Linked DNA regions of Mus musculus: all the other regions are linked to region 1. Evidence: chromatin contacts called from public HiChIP or PLAC-seq and promoter capture Hi-C data. All regions are on one chromosome and are shown on one strand. Each heading gives the region's core, a stretch centred on a gene start, on an enhancer-like site or on the middle of the called end of the contact. The rest is flanking DNA. Distances are from core to core; before and after follow the strand shown. Region 1 holds the start of Tnni3 (troponin I, cardiac 3). Region 2 overlaps 9430041J12Rik (RIKEN cDNA 9430041J12 gene). Region 3 holds the start of Lilra5 (leukocyte immunoglobulin-like receptor, subfamily A (with TM domain), member 5).

Region 1 (4,681 bases), core at 882-3,381:
CTCTCAAGATTTATATTCATAGCCGGGCTGTGGTGGAGCACACCTTTAATCCCAGCACCTGGGAGGCAAAGGCAGAGGCAGGTGGATTTCTGAGTTCGAGGCCAGCCTGGTCTACAGAGTGAGTTCCAGGACAGCCAAGGCTACACAGAGAAACCCTCTCTCTCTCTCTCTCTCTCTCTCTCTCTCTCTCTGTGTGAGCATGTGAGCGCCTGCGCAAGCACACATGTAGGTGCCTTCGGAAGCCACAAGAGGGCACCATGTCCCCAGAAACTAGAGTTAAAGGTGGTTATAAGCTTGGGTTCTGGGTGCAAACTCAGGGTCTCTGAAAGAGTATCAAACCCGCTTAGCAACTGAGCCAGTTCTTCAGCCCCAGATCTGACCTCTTTCTTCCCTTCTCTTTCAGTGCCTGCTCAAGAACCCTTCACTATCCACTTTCTGCCTCTCGATTCTTCGCAGACTCTCCACCACAAGACTTGCTACCAGGGCCGGTTCCAGCTCCTCTACGTGTCCTGTGGGTAAGAGACCTAGGATTGGGCCCCAGTTTATTCGTTGTCAGAAGCCGGAACTTAAGCTTTGCAGTCTCCATCCTGCTCTGGACCTCCGTCCCCACCTGTGTATCTCAGCTCCTAGTCCTTTCTCTCCTTAGGATGGTCCATCTTCTCAGCCCTGAGCTCGGGGCTTGCGTGGCCCCCGGAGGGAACCTGGTTGTGGAATTAGCTCGGTGAGCCAGAGGAGTGGGGTGGGAAGGTCACAGCTGGGCCAAAAGCCAGGTCTCCTCACACACAGTTTCCCAACATAGGTACTTGGTGGACCTGCGGCCCAAGGAGTTGAAGGCGTTCTCTGACCGCGTTGTAGAGATAGCGCGGGTGGCTGGGTTCGCCCCTCACACTGCAACCAAACCCTCGGAGACTTTTGCGAGGTTCTACAAGTTAGGGGACTCCACTCCGGGTGGCGGAGACTCAGCTGTGGAATCTGGACCCGCGCCCTCCAAAGTGGAATCTACCCGCGCCCCTCTCCCAGAATCGATAAGTCCGCCCCAGGCTAACCAGGCCCCCTCTCTAGAGGCGATGAGCCCACCCCTGGCTGACCTGGCCCCACCTCTAGAGACAATGTGTCCACCCCAGGCCAACCAGGCCCCTCCTCTAGAAGCGTTGAGCCCATCCAAAGCTGACCAGATCCCACCTCTAGAGGCGATGAGCCCACCCCAGGCTAAGCTAGTCCTGCCTGTAGAAGCAATCAGCCTTCCCCAAGCCGACCTGGCCTCTCCTCCGGAAGTGATAAGCCCACTCCAGGAAGCTATGGCAACGTCCTGGGTGAATGCACCTCCAAAACATGTAACATGAACCCCAGGGACCACGTAGCCCACCTTTAACTGCTGAAGCAGGCCCAGGGATTGACATCACCAGCTCAGCCCACCTGCATGCGGTTTTACTCTGCGTTCCTTCTCAACCCCAGGGATATGACTAGAACTTCAAATTCCTTTCCTGGAACTCTCGGTTGTACTATTTGGGGGGTAGGGGTGAGGGTGGGGGATGGGTCCTAGACTGTTATCTGAGACTTATCCTGACAAGGATCGAAGGCTGAAGGGACAACCCTGGGCTCCAGATCCTCTCTTTTGTCTTGGGCCTTTCTTGACATGCTGCTTTTGGGAAGGACAAGGGCATAGCCTTCCTTGAATGTGATTCAAATAAAAAGCGCAGGGTCACCTCTGTGTGTCCTGTCCTCAGTCGGTCTCCAGTGCCAAGAAGGGTGGGAGCAGCAGGGATGGGTCCCGATTGTGGGTTTGCAAGTGGGCTTGGCTGAATTTCACAGGAGTGAAGGATAAGATCCTTCAAACTAAACATGCCAGGGCCACTGAAACCGACAGAAACGTGGGGGAGAGAAAGGACACACTAGGTCCCAGAAAGACTGCAGTTCAGTGAGGGACCTAGGTGTGAGGACAGAAGGCCGGCATGGATTTCTGGGTATGAACATGGGAAGCTGAAGTCTAGACTCTTGGATTTGAGAGAAGAGGGACCTTGCTCCGGGTTTTCCTAAGTTTGAGGGAGGAGGGAGCTGGGGCGCTAGAGTCAAAGGAGGAGGGGTGTAGATCCTGGGCACCTTGGTTGACCCAACTGGAGCTTTGCACACGGCTCCCCTCACACCCTGTTATCGCTTATCCTGGGCAGGGGAGGAGACAGCAGTATATTTAGTCTTTGTCCTCGCCCCTTATCTCAGTGTCCTCAGTGAGGCTTGAGCAGCCCAGAGGAAACCCAACCTCTAGAGACCTCCAAGGTCACCAGGGACACCCTTCCAGGACCCTCCAGGAATCTCCGATCCTGTTCTCTGCCTCTGGAGATCATCATGGCTGATGAGTATGTGAATCTTCGTAGCCTTGGGGTGGAGACCTCAACAGGGAGAGGTGCGGTGGGTCTTGAGGGTGCAACCAGGTTGGATACTTGTCCTGAGAGAGTAGGAGGCAAGGGTGGTTGGATTTCTGTAGAAATGAGGTAAGAATTTGGGAATCAGACTCCTGGGGTTCAAGAGTCAGGGGACCACCATCAGTGATTTCCTCTTCACGGTTTCTCTCTCTTCAGGAGCAGCGATGCGGTGAGCTGTGAGCTAAGAAGTGGGGTAGGGAACCTTCGGTCCAGAGTGGGTGCTGCAGGGAGAGGACTGGGGACCAGTGGGCAGGGGAACCTGCCGCTAGAGGTGAGGTATCCAGGAAGGGCTGGATGGGAGGGTTTGGGTAGTGATGTAGCCTGCTTCAATTCCAGGCTGGGGAACCGCAGCCTGCGCCTGCTCCTGTCCGACGCCGCTCCTCTGCCAACTACCGAGCCTATGCCACCGAGCCACACGCCAAGGTGGGGCGGGGTCCAAGAGGATGGGCTTCTGGGTTCAAGAATCCTCTGAGACCCAGAAGGGGGCAGGACCAAGGCCCTGGAAAGGGGTGGTAGGGTGATGGGCAGAGCCCTATGGGTGGGGCAGAATTTCAGAAAGGTTCAGGTTGGGCTTGGTGACAGCGGCCTGTGGTTGGGGGGAACTTGCCTACAGCAAGGTTTAGGCGTGAGCGTAGTGGTTAGCAGTGAATAGATAGGCAGTGCGTAGCTCTAGTCGGAGACAAAGATTGGTAGATGGGACCGAGGAGCGTGGCTTCCAGTGGACTCCGCGTTCTGGTTGAAGAATGTCTGACCCGAATGGGTATGCACTCGAGTGGGTCGTGATGCCTTGCAGCTCCACCCAGTGTCCACTTTGGGACCTCACACTGACCTTTCTCCATATCACCTTGGCAGAAAAAGTCTAAGATCTCCGCCTCCAGAAAACTTCAGTTGAAGGTGATGATGAGGTCGCAGTGGGTGGGCTTGGGTGGGCGGAGCTTTGGGGGAGTGGTTTCGCTTCCGGAGTGTGTCAGTCCCCGCCTCCCCCGCCCCCCCCCCCCACGTGCGCGCGGGCAGAAACGAGGCAGGTTTTGAATAAAAGACACAAACTTGGATGTTCGGATATTCTGTCTCTCTGGAGGATGGAGGGAAATTTGTTATTCTTATACTTTTTGGGACTCTGTTGTCTGCTCCAACCATTCCGCAGACTCTGATGCTGCAGATTGCGAAGCAGGAGATGGAACGAGAGGCAGAAGAGCGACGTGGAGAGAAGGGGCGCGTTCTGAGGACTCGTTGCCAGCCTTTGGAGTTGGATGGGCTGGGCTTTGAAGAGCTTCAGGTACCAGTTTACAAAGCAAGGATTCCGGATAAGCCTGGGACCCGAGGTTCCTCATCTCTGGCCTGGCATCCCTTGGGTATCAGGAGCATAAGCACCATCTCAAGTTCTGCTCAGGATCTGCAATCCTTATGCCAAGCAATACGTTCAGCCCTACAGCTTCAAAACCCAGTGTATTTCTCCAGCCTCTATCTGCCAGGTCTCAGAATTCTTAGTTCCCGGCCATATTTCTTTAAGTTCCCTGGAGTGCAGATTCCGGTGTCAGCTTCCTTTCACCCCCTCCTTCCTCAGACTCAGGAGTCCAGACCCCAGCACTCCTCTCTCAAACTCGGGGGTCCAGAGCCTAGGCCTCCTTCCTCAGACCCAGAGGTCTCCTCTCTCAGACCAGGGAACCCAATCTCCAGCCTCCCTCTCAGCATCCACGCGTTCCTTCACCAGGACTTATGCCGACAGCTTCACGCTCGGGTGGACAAAGTGGATGAAGAGAGATATGACGTGGAAGCAAAAGTCACCAAGAACATCACTGAGGTGGGGAGCCCGGGGAAGCCTGGGACCTTCACATTACACCAAGATCTCCAGACTGTAGCTTCGGGCTGGGGGCTATGGACTCTTGTGCTTGAGATAACTCTAAGCAGAAAGCAGGCAGTGGCACAGGTACCTCGTGGCAAAGGAAGCTGTCTCTGCAGAGTAGAGCCTGGGTGGCACAAACGGGCCTGTAGAAACTGAGCATTGAGTTGAGCTCTGGGACAGGGAATAATGATCTGCACAGAGTGGGCTCAAGTTGTGTTAGACGCTGTCTTAGTCACGGTTTCTATTCCTGCACAAACATCATGACCAAGAAGCAAATTGGGGAGGAAAGGGTTTATTCGGCTTATACTTCCATACTGCTGTTCATCACCAAAGGAAGTCAGGACTGGAACTCAAGCAGGTCAAGAAGCAGGAGCTGATGCAGAGGCCATGGAGGGATGTTCCTTACTGGCTTGCTTCC
Region 2 (4,681 bases), core at 1,148-3,647, 430 kb after region 1:
TAAACAGGAGCATCTTTCACACTGGTCCAAATTTGGAGCAATAGTCTGTCTCTACCTTGCTTCCTCTGAGTCATTTTGAGGAGGGATGATAAGGGATGGGATATGGTAGCAGGTCTCATTCTGTAGCACAGGCTGTCTCTGAAATTCTGGCAATTCATCTACCAACCCTCCTGAGTGTTGGAATTATCTACAGGCATAAACTGCCAAGCCTGGCCTCAGAGCTTGATTCTCTACCCTTTACTTAGATTTCATGAACTGCCTAACATCTTTGCAATCATGTTTTATTCCCATCCAGACAGGGTCTCATGTAGCTCAGGCTGGCTTCAAACTAATTAAAATGTCTTTGAAGTCTGAGTTCTTCTGCATCGACCTACCAAATGCTAAGATTCCATAAAAAAAAATGGACTACCACATCAGCCTTTAGAAAATTCTTGTTTCTTCAGATAATTTAATTACATTTATTTTGTGTGTGTGTGTGTGCAAGAGGAGAAGGCATACATGTCTCAGAGCATAAATGTAAAGGTCAAAGGTCAAATTCTCTACTTCTACCATATAGGTCCCAGGGAATGAACTCAGGTTGTCAGGCTTGGAGGCAAGCATCATACTCAATGAGCCATCTTGCCAACCTGAAACTGGCCTTGCTATACTGCCTAACTTATTTGCAATTACTATGTGTATATGTGTATCTGAATATATATATATGTGTACCATGTGTGTGCAGGAGTCTGTAGAGACCAGAAAAAGGGTGTTAGATCTCCTGGAACTGGAGTTACAGATGTTGTGTATAATGAGTACACACTCTGGGTCCTCTTCAAGAGTAGTAAGTGCTCTTGACTGCTGAGCCATCTTTCTGGCTCCCAGTTATCTAATTTAAAGAACACAAGCCAACTGCTCTTACTACGTTCACAGAATTGGGCAGCTTTTGCCACAATCAACATCTGGATATTTTAATCATCCAAGAAGGAAAACTTAAAACTGTTAGCACTAATTTCTTATTTCTCTCTTCCCTTAACCTTCTTCACCCATCCTGGCCCATGGCAACTCTTATAAAGGAAAACATTTAATTGGGGCTGGCTTACAGGTTCAGAGGATTAGTCCATTATCTTCATGGTGGGAAACATGGCAGAGTGCAGGCAGGCATAGTGCTGGAGAAAGAGCTGAGAGGTACTCTCAAGAGTACCTCTTGAGCTGAAGACAGAAGAAGAGATTGTGTGCCACACTGGGCACAAGATATAAAAGGCCACCCCCACAGGGACACTCTTCCTCCAACCAGATCATGCCTACTCCAACAAAGCCACAACTCCTAATAGTGCCTCTCTCTAAGCTTGGCCAAGAATTCAAACACGTGAGCTTAAGGGGGCCATACCTATTCCAACCACCACACAGACCTACTCTGGAAACGTAGCTGAGAACATCCTGATCCATGGGCAGCAGACAAAGAGAGAATCGCTGGGCAGGTGTGGGCCTTTGAAGCTCCAAAGCCCCTCCCACATCACACCTCAGTAACAAGACAACACATCCTAGTCCTTTCCAAACAGTTCTAACTGGGCACCAAGCAGTCAAACCTATAAGCCTGTGGGGGCTATTCTCACTTCTCACTAGAATTACCACAGTGGGAAAGTATGTTTGGCATTTAGATCCACATGGCTAGTAGAGAACTCTCACCAGTTGTATTTTTACCTCCACAAGTGTGGCATACACACACACACACACACACACACACACACAAACACACAAACTAAATACACCTAAATCTTAAAAAATAGAGCCAGGTAAAATAGTGGCTGGACAGAGGCTGGAAGATCTCTGTGTATGAGGACAGTCTGTTCTACATAGTGAATTTTTAGACCATCAGAGCTATATAATGAGACCTTACATAAAAATATTAAAATGAAAAAAGAAAGAAAGAAAGAAAAATGCTTTTTCTTTGCACCAGGAGCTGAATTAGGAAGCTTTATTTTTGCATCCATCATTTCTGAGCACAGGGCACAGCTGATTGAGGAGCAAGGGAAAAAAGAAATGTCAGGAATTAAGCCGGATATGAAGAATTTAGCCCTCCCTAGGATACTGGATGGGGGTTAAATGTTCTTAGATAAAGTTCACTGAAGATGACTAATTACTTCCATATCAGATCTTTCAGCCGGCCTACCACAATGTTTCCCCCCAGGTACCAGCAATTTAGTTGCTTGACTGAAAGCTGTCTAGACGTTTCCCCTTTGCCTAAATTCTATCAGGAGGTTCCTGGGAGCAGAACGGGCGACTACCCCAGGGAGGACAGTGACAAATCTGGATCCGAATCATGAGCTTAGTTACCAAGTTAAGCATCTAGCAGGTCTGTGGGTGACACCGCTGCTGTGTCTGAAGGCTCACTGGAGTAGATAGCCACTCCCTGGGGGCATCATGTGAGCTGCTAATCAAGCATCTGCTTCCTCAGCCATTATTCTAACTGTGGTGAGTGCTTTAAATACCCTGCGGCTGCTAAGAGAGCCAGGGATCGATCGAGCCACTGACACCTGGGACAGACGTCAAATCTGACAGGCTCCCCAAGGTACTTTGTTTCTACTGTTGGGACCACAATTATCATTGTGACTGCCATGCCAACAGCATCTCTGATTTGAGTAACTTTCCTTAAGCCTTGACAGCTTTAGAGAGCCCTTAGATGATCTTGCCAGTAACTGCTCCAGATAACTTTATCAGTGACCACTCCTGTCCGTCCCTTCACAGCTGTGTTACTCTGGTTGGGAAGGAACAGTACCAACCGGTGACAGCTAGTGTGTAGTCTCGACTGGCTATAAGCAGGGTTTCTCTCACTATTCACAGAGAAGGCTGGGAGACTTCCCTGGCTGTGGTTTGAATGAAAAAAACAAAACAAAACAAAAACAAACGCTCCCTGCCACATAGCCTCATGTAGTTGAACATTTGAACATTTACCCCCAATTGGTGGTACTCTTTGAAAAGGTTATGGAACCTTCAGGAAGTAGAACATTGCTGGAGGAAGTATATCACCATGGATGGGCTTTGAGGGTTTATAGCCTCATCCCACTTCCTGATCTCTCTCTGTCTCTGTCTCTCTAGCTCTCTGTCTCTGTCTGTCTCTGTTTCTCTGTCTGTCTCCCTCTGTCACTCTCTCACTTTCTCTCTGTCTCTGTCTCTTCCTCTCTCTCAGTGACTGCCTGTTTCTGTCTCAGTCTGTATGTCTGTCTGCCTCCTGTGTGCAGATGAAAATGTGACTAGCTCACTTTCTACTCTTGCTACCCTATCTAGCCTTACATGTTTCCATTGTTTTCCTGATATGAGGGACTTGATTCCTCAGGAATCCTAAGTCAAAATAAACCCCTTTCTTCCTTAATTTGCTTTTGTCAGGGCATTTTATAACAACAACTAACTAACTAGCACACCCCTTTTCTGCATTCCGTCATTCATGTTCATATAGTGTGGGCCACAGTAAAACCTGTTAATGATTGCATTGCTTAGTTATTGTCTCTATAGTTCGTAAAGTGAGTTGGGTTAGTAACACAAAGAGCACAAGACATCTATGGATGCCAGACCCTGGCACACTCAGCAGGCTTGCAGAAGTCAGAGAAGCACTCAGCAGGCTTGCAGAAGTCAGAGAAGGCATAGCTATAAGCCCCTACTACTGAGCATTCAGAGAGCCTCAGAGAGTTCCTTTCTCCAGCCGCCGAGTGCTGCTGAGAGGTGTCCTGATTAAGGACATCAGAGGGACCCGATGCTAAAAGAGCTGCTTCATGACTTCCATCTCAGTTGAACAAAATGACCCTTAGCCAAGTGAAATAATGAGAGTTCACTGGGAAGGCCAGATGCACCCTCCTCTACTGTCACCCATCTTGGTGTCCTCATTTCTGTTTTAAAAACCCACTGAGTCCCATTGGTGCCATCCCTATACTCTTGGCTATGTGGCTATCTACTGATGTGAAGTCAGCCTACAGGGGACCACACCCTTGAAGAACATTGACTCTCCTTCTCTCAGCAGCTATCAATTGTCAATAGATCCTTGGCTGGGGCTGGGATTTTTGTGCTCACCTTCCTGCCCCATGCTGGGATCTTATCCGACTTGAGTTTGTACCGGTCTTGTGCATGCTGTAACAAGCACTGAGTTCATACGTGCATCTGTCCTGTTGATTTGGAAAACACTGTTTCCTTGTGGTCATCCACCTCATCTGGCTCTTAAAATCTTTCTGCCCCATCTTAGGGCTGAGCACGCCATAGTCTCTTCTTCTCTGAACTTTGACAAGTTGTGGGTCTCCATGACCCCATCTTCTAGAGAAAGAAGCTTCTCTGAGGGTTGAGAGATGCACTAATCTATGGATATAATGATAAGTCATAATATAATATAATATAATATAATATAATATAATATAATATATCTGTTTAATACTATATCCATTTAGCAGACTAATAGTAGTAGGTTCTCCACTATGGCCTATGACCTTTCTAATTATAGGTTCTTGATGAGAGTTTTTTGAAACAGCCATGCTGTTTTTCAGTGGGCAAATGGCTAAACTGTGGCACATAATAGAATACTATCTGGCAATAAAAATGAAAGAGCTCCATTTTTTTTTAAAGCTAAATTGTCATGGCACCAAGCTATCTCCTAGCACCAAAACTCCTGCTCTAAGCCTGAGTCAGAGAAGCTTTTCTTTGCAGTGAATGGCAGTGAATG
Region 3 (4,681 bases), core at 731-3,230, 280 kb after region 1:
ATCTCAGACACAGACAGGAAGGAGCTGCTCTCCCCTTGATCAGAAAAAAAGTGCCTATCATTTTCAGTGATTGACACTGCAGGGCCACTTACTCTCCATAGGATACCATGGGGCCTCGCTTCATTGAGAAGTGTGAGAGTGTGACAGGGAACTGTCCCAGAGGAAGAGAGATGGGGGAAGTGTTGACTATTTCTGAACCTGACTCTGAGGACGTGGCTCTCTTCCTGCTTTCGCTGACTCTGCTCCTGCCCCACTTCCTAGTCTGTTGCTCCTGAGCTCCTCATCCTTCATCCTGGCCACCAACTCTTCTCCCTTGGTTGGTCCTGTGCAGTTTTGAGTCTCTGAGTGGACCCACTGGACTCCTCAGTTATAATCAGGGTTTTCACAGTCATTAGGTACTGACCACTTGAAAGAGACGTTGTGTACACTATAGCATCTGGACCAGCCCCGGTAGGGGTCCAAAGGGAAGTTGGCCTTTAGAGCCCTGCTTGGTAAATAACAGGCCAGGGCTGTGGATGAGGTCACTTCCCTAACCCTTGGACAGAGAAGTCTTTCATAATAATCTATGTATAAACAACAGTTAGGTTCTCTCCAATGGAAAGATTGAGAGTTTGGACAAGTAAGCCGTGAGTGCTTTTGAGGCAGCCCTAGGGAGAAAATGGCCTGAGGGATCAAAGAGCTGCCACCTGTCAAGCACCACCCCACCCTCCATATTCTACCTGCAAGTGCCAGTACTCCTCCTAATCTGGGGCTCCAGTTCAGTTTCTCTTATCCTCTTACTTCCTGGGACTCCCTTAGGAAAAGCAAAATTCTTGGCAATGAACTTATGCTGTCAACCACTAACTGAGTTAATGTTGGAGCTTTCTCACCTGACACATGTATTTCCAAGAGATCGCTGGGTTCCGACCACACCTGGGGGCTGTTGACATGATAGCCGTAACATCTGAATATCCACCTTTGACTGGGGGTCACGGGGCCCACAGTAAATAGGCCCTGGAATTGCCCCGTAGAGTTTATAAACTCTGATTCCTGGATCAAGGACCACTTCTGTTCTCCTTCCTTGGTCAGAACAAACCTGTTAAATCCCAGTGTTGAGACACACTGAAGGGTTACAGTCTCCCCTGAATTCACAACATTGCTGGGCTGGGTGGACAGGCTGGGTTTACTATAGAGTCCTAGAAGAGAAAGTTGTAGCGTGTTAAGTGGGACTATCCAGGCTGCATTGCCTTCCAGTGTTGAGCTGTGAGACAGGACACTCTTGAAAGTAGACCCCTTTCCTGAGGTGCTTAGCTTGGGACTGAGTGTTCTCTCACCTGTCACTGCAAGCTCTAGAGGGTCACTGTGCTCTGACCACCCAGTGGGGGTCTTATAGTAACAGCGATATATCCCCCCAGATCGTTGTTCAATTGATGGGATCAAGAACTGAGCTTTGTTTGTGGTCTTCGGAGTGTTCCGTGTGCGCCAAGGATGTGGACCCCCCTCTTTATAAAGACGGTATTCCCGGGCCCCTGTGGTCACCTCACATGAGATGGTCACCTGCTTCCCTTTGGCAACCACCAATCCTGGCTGAACACTAAGGGTTGGCTTGTGCGGATTCCCTGCAAAGAAATGAGGGAAACAGTCATACAATATCGCCCCTCGATCTCAGCCTTCAGCTCTAGTACCCCTTCCCTGGTATCATCTGATGTTCTCGAGCCCCACTGAGCGGGGGAAGCTTCAGTTCCCGAGTGAGGAGCGATCTGGAGCAGTACTCACCTTCCGACATGGAGGTCTCTTGGCCCAGATTCAGCCCTAGAAGAGAATCCCCCATGAAAAGTTTGCCCCTAACACCTACCTAAGCGCTCTTTCGCTTCACTGGAATCTCTTAAACACCCTGAAGCTTCCTGATTGGCTAGAACCCGGCTGTATGGCCATTATTACCCTTCTCCTCTTCAAATCTTACCCAGACAGAGCACAGCTGTGAAGACGAAGGTCATGGCACTTTCTCTCAGTGGCTGCAATTGTACTTTTGGGAGAGACCACAGTGTCTGGCCAGATCGACAAATATCACAAAGTATGGGACGTTTAGAGAGGCGGGATTCCTAGAATCACATGATTACACAGAGGAACCTTCAGAGTACACACAGGAAGGGAAACAGCCCTCCTTAGGCAACTGCCTCTCATTTCCCCAGGACTGTGATTTGAATAAGCTCCAGAAATTCTTACAGATACGGTCATCTCGCTTAACCTCAATTATTAAGAGTGCAGCAGAAACAAAATACCTTTGTTACCTTCCTTTGCTGGCCCCTTCCAGCTGAGGGTGGCTAAAGATTGATCTTTCTCTCTTAAAAACTCCCCATAGAGAATCCACTCTTCCAGCTCATCCTTCCAAAGCTCTGGGGAGTCCTTACATAGATCAGTTATCTTGTAGCCATAAACATTCTTCTGGGATGATGCAGATTGATGTTCATGATGGGGGCAGAGTAGCAGGCACACTGAGCATTTAACTGTGCCCCTCACAGGGAGCTTCATTCTGGGGATGGGCATGGAGGGGAACACACAGAGATGGGGAAGGAAACATAGCTGTTCTTGTGGTTCTGGGAGTGGGTGTCACTGTCCCCTGAAGAACAGCCCCCAGCATAGACCTCACTTTCTTTTCTTACTAACATCATCTGCCTCCATCTCTCTGAGAACAATACTCAGAGCTGTTCCTTCCCTTCTCACTGTTTATGTTTTTTTCTGGGGCCGTGTTCTCCTTGCTGGAAGAAGGTTTGCTTTCTCCCTAAGACCTGCAAGTTAGTCATTGGTGGTGCCAGTTTGAAGACTAGCATCTCATCGCTAAGGTTCCACCTTTGGAGCCTGTTGTCAGCCTGTTGTTCACTACTCAGATTGAGCATTGAATTGTGCCATGGTGTCTGGGACATTCATGAGTTCATCCATCAAAAGCAAGTGTTTGGGGCATGAGAAGTTCATGCTGTTGTTGCATCGTTTAGGTGCTCACTAATGTGTGTGTGTGTGTGTGTGTGTGTCTGTCTGTCTTTCTCTGTTCCATGTATCTACACGTGGTCCATCATAATATGTGTGAAAACTTCAGATAGTCATGGTCAGGGGAAGAAAACGAGAATAAAAGATTCCTGAATGGAGAAGAACCCATTTCCTAGATCACAGGGGCAGGAAGTACAGTGGATGTGCCATCTTCGGAGTTCTGTATGGGAATTTGCTCTCCAAGTGGTAGGATCAGGAATTCTAGCAAAGACAGCCATCTGTGGTTCCAATCTCCTCGTTGCAGACAAGTGCTGGGATGTCTAAATTCATTATCCAAACCCCACAGTCAGCACTGAGCTCTATGAATACATAAGACAGATCTACTCCAGTATTTGTCACTGTGGTAGTTTGAATATGCTTGGCCCCATGGAAGGTGGCACTATTAGAAGGTGTGACCTTGTTAGAGTGGGTGTGGCCTTGTTGGAGGAAGTTTATCACTGTGAGGATGGGCTTTGGAGTTCTATGCTCAATCTCTGCCCAAGACAAAAGAGAGGCTCTGCCTGCCTGGCTGCCTGCCTGCCTGCTGAAGACAGTCTCCTCCTGGCTGCCTTTAGATCAAGATATAGAACTCTCATCTCCTCCAGAACCAAGTCCGCATGCATACTGTCATGCTTCCCACCATGATGATAATGAACTGAACCTCTGAAACTCTAGGCAAGCCACAATTAAATATTTTCTCTTATAAGACCTGTCTTGGTCATGCTGTCTCTTCTCAGCAATTGAAACCCAAACTAAGACAGTCACCCATGGTCATCCATCACATAAGTCTGAATGTGAGGGTCCCACTGAAGCCCTCCCTGACAGTCACAATTCTGAGCATATGCCAAGTGTAGAGAAATAGATACCACATTGCAGAGCTGATGAACAAGCTCCCTGAGCTTCCTGTTTTCTAGGTCAGACTAGAAGAAACCTTCTGTAGACAATCTGGGTCAGGAAAGGCAAGACTGCTAACAGGAATGAATAGAACAGAGAGCTAGAAGTAGGTAGGTATCATTTTAGTGAGAAGTTGTGGGTTGGAACCCTTCATTTAAAGTAGTTCTATTTAAGTGATAGAAGAGGCTGTGTTGGAGTGTGAGAGTCTGAGGGAGTATCAGGAAAGAAACTCCTCTATGCAGAACTCCACAAACACTGAAGATGAGGGACTGTTTTCCACTCTCCCCACCTCCACAGCATCACATGGATCCTATTAGTGGTAGATGGATCTGAGAACATCACCTTTCAACTCAACAAAACTATGCCAGTAATTCACTTCATAAACTTGTGCTTTGATCCACCTTTCTTGAAGAAGCTTCTTTTTGCAGTACGCTCATTCATAACTGATCAAAAGACAACAAGTAATTATAACTCCTTAACTCTGTATCACTTTTTCTACCAAGGCTTAGTGAACATCATGAAAGAGGAGTAGAAAGAATATAAAAGCCAGAGGATGGGGACGGGGGCTGTGAAATACTGTCTTATGAACATGAATAGCTGTTGTATACATAAACATATAGCAGCTGAGGTTACCTATACAAAATCCCTGTGTGTGTGTGTGTGTGTGTGTGTGTGTGTGTGTTTGTGTGTGTGTGTGTGTACTGTTGGCAGTTGATGGCTGCTGAACAAGAGATGGGATAAATCACTTTTCTTTAGAAGAATGGCCACTGCAAGGTTGTTCATG

The links. Promoter capture Hi-C pulls out the DNA fragments that hold promoters and counts their contacts. HiChIP or PLAC-seq counts read pairs in DNA pulled down with a chosen protein or histone mark.
Region 2: a promoter capture Hi-C map of the HPC-7 cell line shows a contact between it and region 1. The contact joins the enhancer-like site here to the promoter of Tnni3 in region 1. A contact is called at or near these places in 23 of 39 promoter capture datasets (the 3T3-L1 cell line, the C10 cell line, the HPC-7 cell line and 13 more), 1 of 15 datasets of contacts at CTCF or cohesin (the NIH/3T3 cell line), 2 of 484 Hi-C or Micro-C datasets (bone marrow-derived macrophages and cerebellum), 3 of 115 datasets of contacts at active chromatin or transcription factors (embryonic fibroblasts, embryonic stem cells and forebrain) and 4 of 9 other capture datasets (adipose tissue, liver, macrophages and 1 more).
Region 3: a contact with region 1 is called in an H3K4me3 HiChIP or PLAC-seq map of bone marrow-derived macrophages, with 7 times the contacts expected there. The contact joins the promoter of Lilra5 here to the promoter of Tnni3 in region 1. A contact is called at or near these places in 3 of 39 promoter capture datasets (the C10 cell line, HPC-7-derived erythroid cells and cranial neural crest), 3 of 115 datasets of contacts at active chromatin or transcription factors (bone marrow-derived macrophages and embryonic stem cells) and 3 of 9 other capture datasets (adipose tissue, liver and macrophages).

What each region holds. Positions count from the first base shown.
Region 1 is chr7:4,519,978-4,524,658 of GRCm38.p6, reverse strand. It overlaps Tnni3 (troponin I, cardiac 3), which reads left to right and starts at 2,131. Exons shown (of 8, transcript NM_009406.4): 1 at 2,131-2,354; 2 at 2,577-2,589; 3 at 2,757-2,843; 4 at 3,273-3,314; 5 at 3,565-3,696; 6 at 4,132-4,221. The coding sequence starts at 2,344. Dnaaf3 (dynein, axonemal assembly factor 3) reads left to right here. Exons shown (of 12, transcript NM_001033548.3): 10 at 404-515; 11 at 647-721; 12 at 800-1,726. The coding sequence ends at 1,343.
Region 2 is chr7:4,089,112-4,093,792 of GRCm38.p6, reverse strand. The region is part of intron 6 of 9430041J12Rik (RIKEN cDNA 9430041J12 gene); the gene reads left to right. Among named protein-coding and RNA genes, the nearest start is that of Gm23741, 10 kb to the left of the region's middle. Within about 2 kb of position 2,397, at least 40 of the 459 cell types and tissues checked have an H3K27ac peak or open chromatin away from gene starts, as enhancers often do. A contact at or near this core is called in the HPC-7 cell line and hematopoietic stem and progenitor cells, where this site is marked.
Region 3 is chr7:4,235,053-4,239,733 of GRCm38.p6, reverse strand. It overlaps Lilra5 (leukocyte immunoglobulin-like receptor, subfamily A (with TM domain), member 5), which reads right to left and starts at 1,980. Exons shown (of 6, transcript NM_001081239.2): 1 at 1,943-1,980; 2 at 1,756-1,791; 3 at 1,314-1,598; 4 at 870-1,175. The coding sequence starts at 1,976.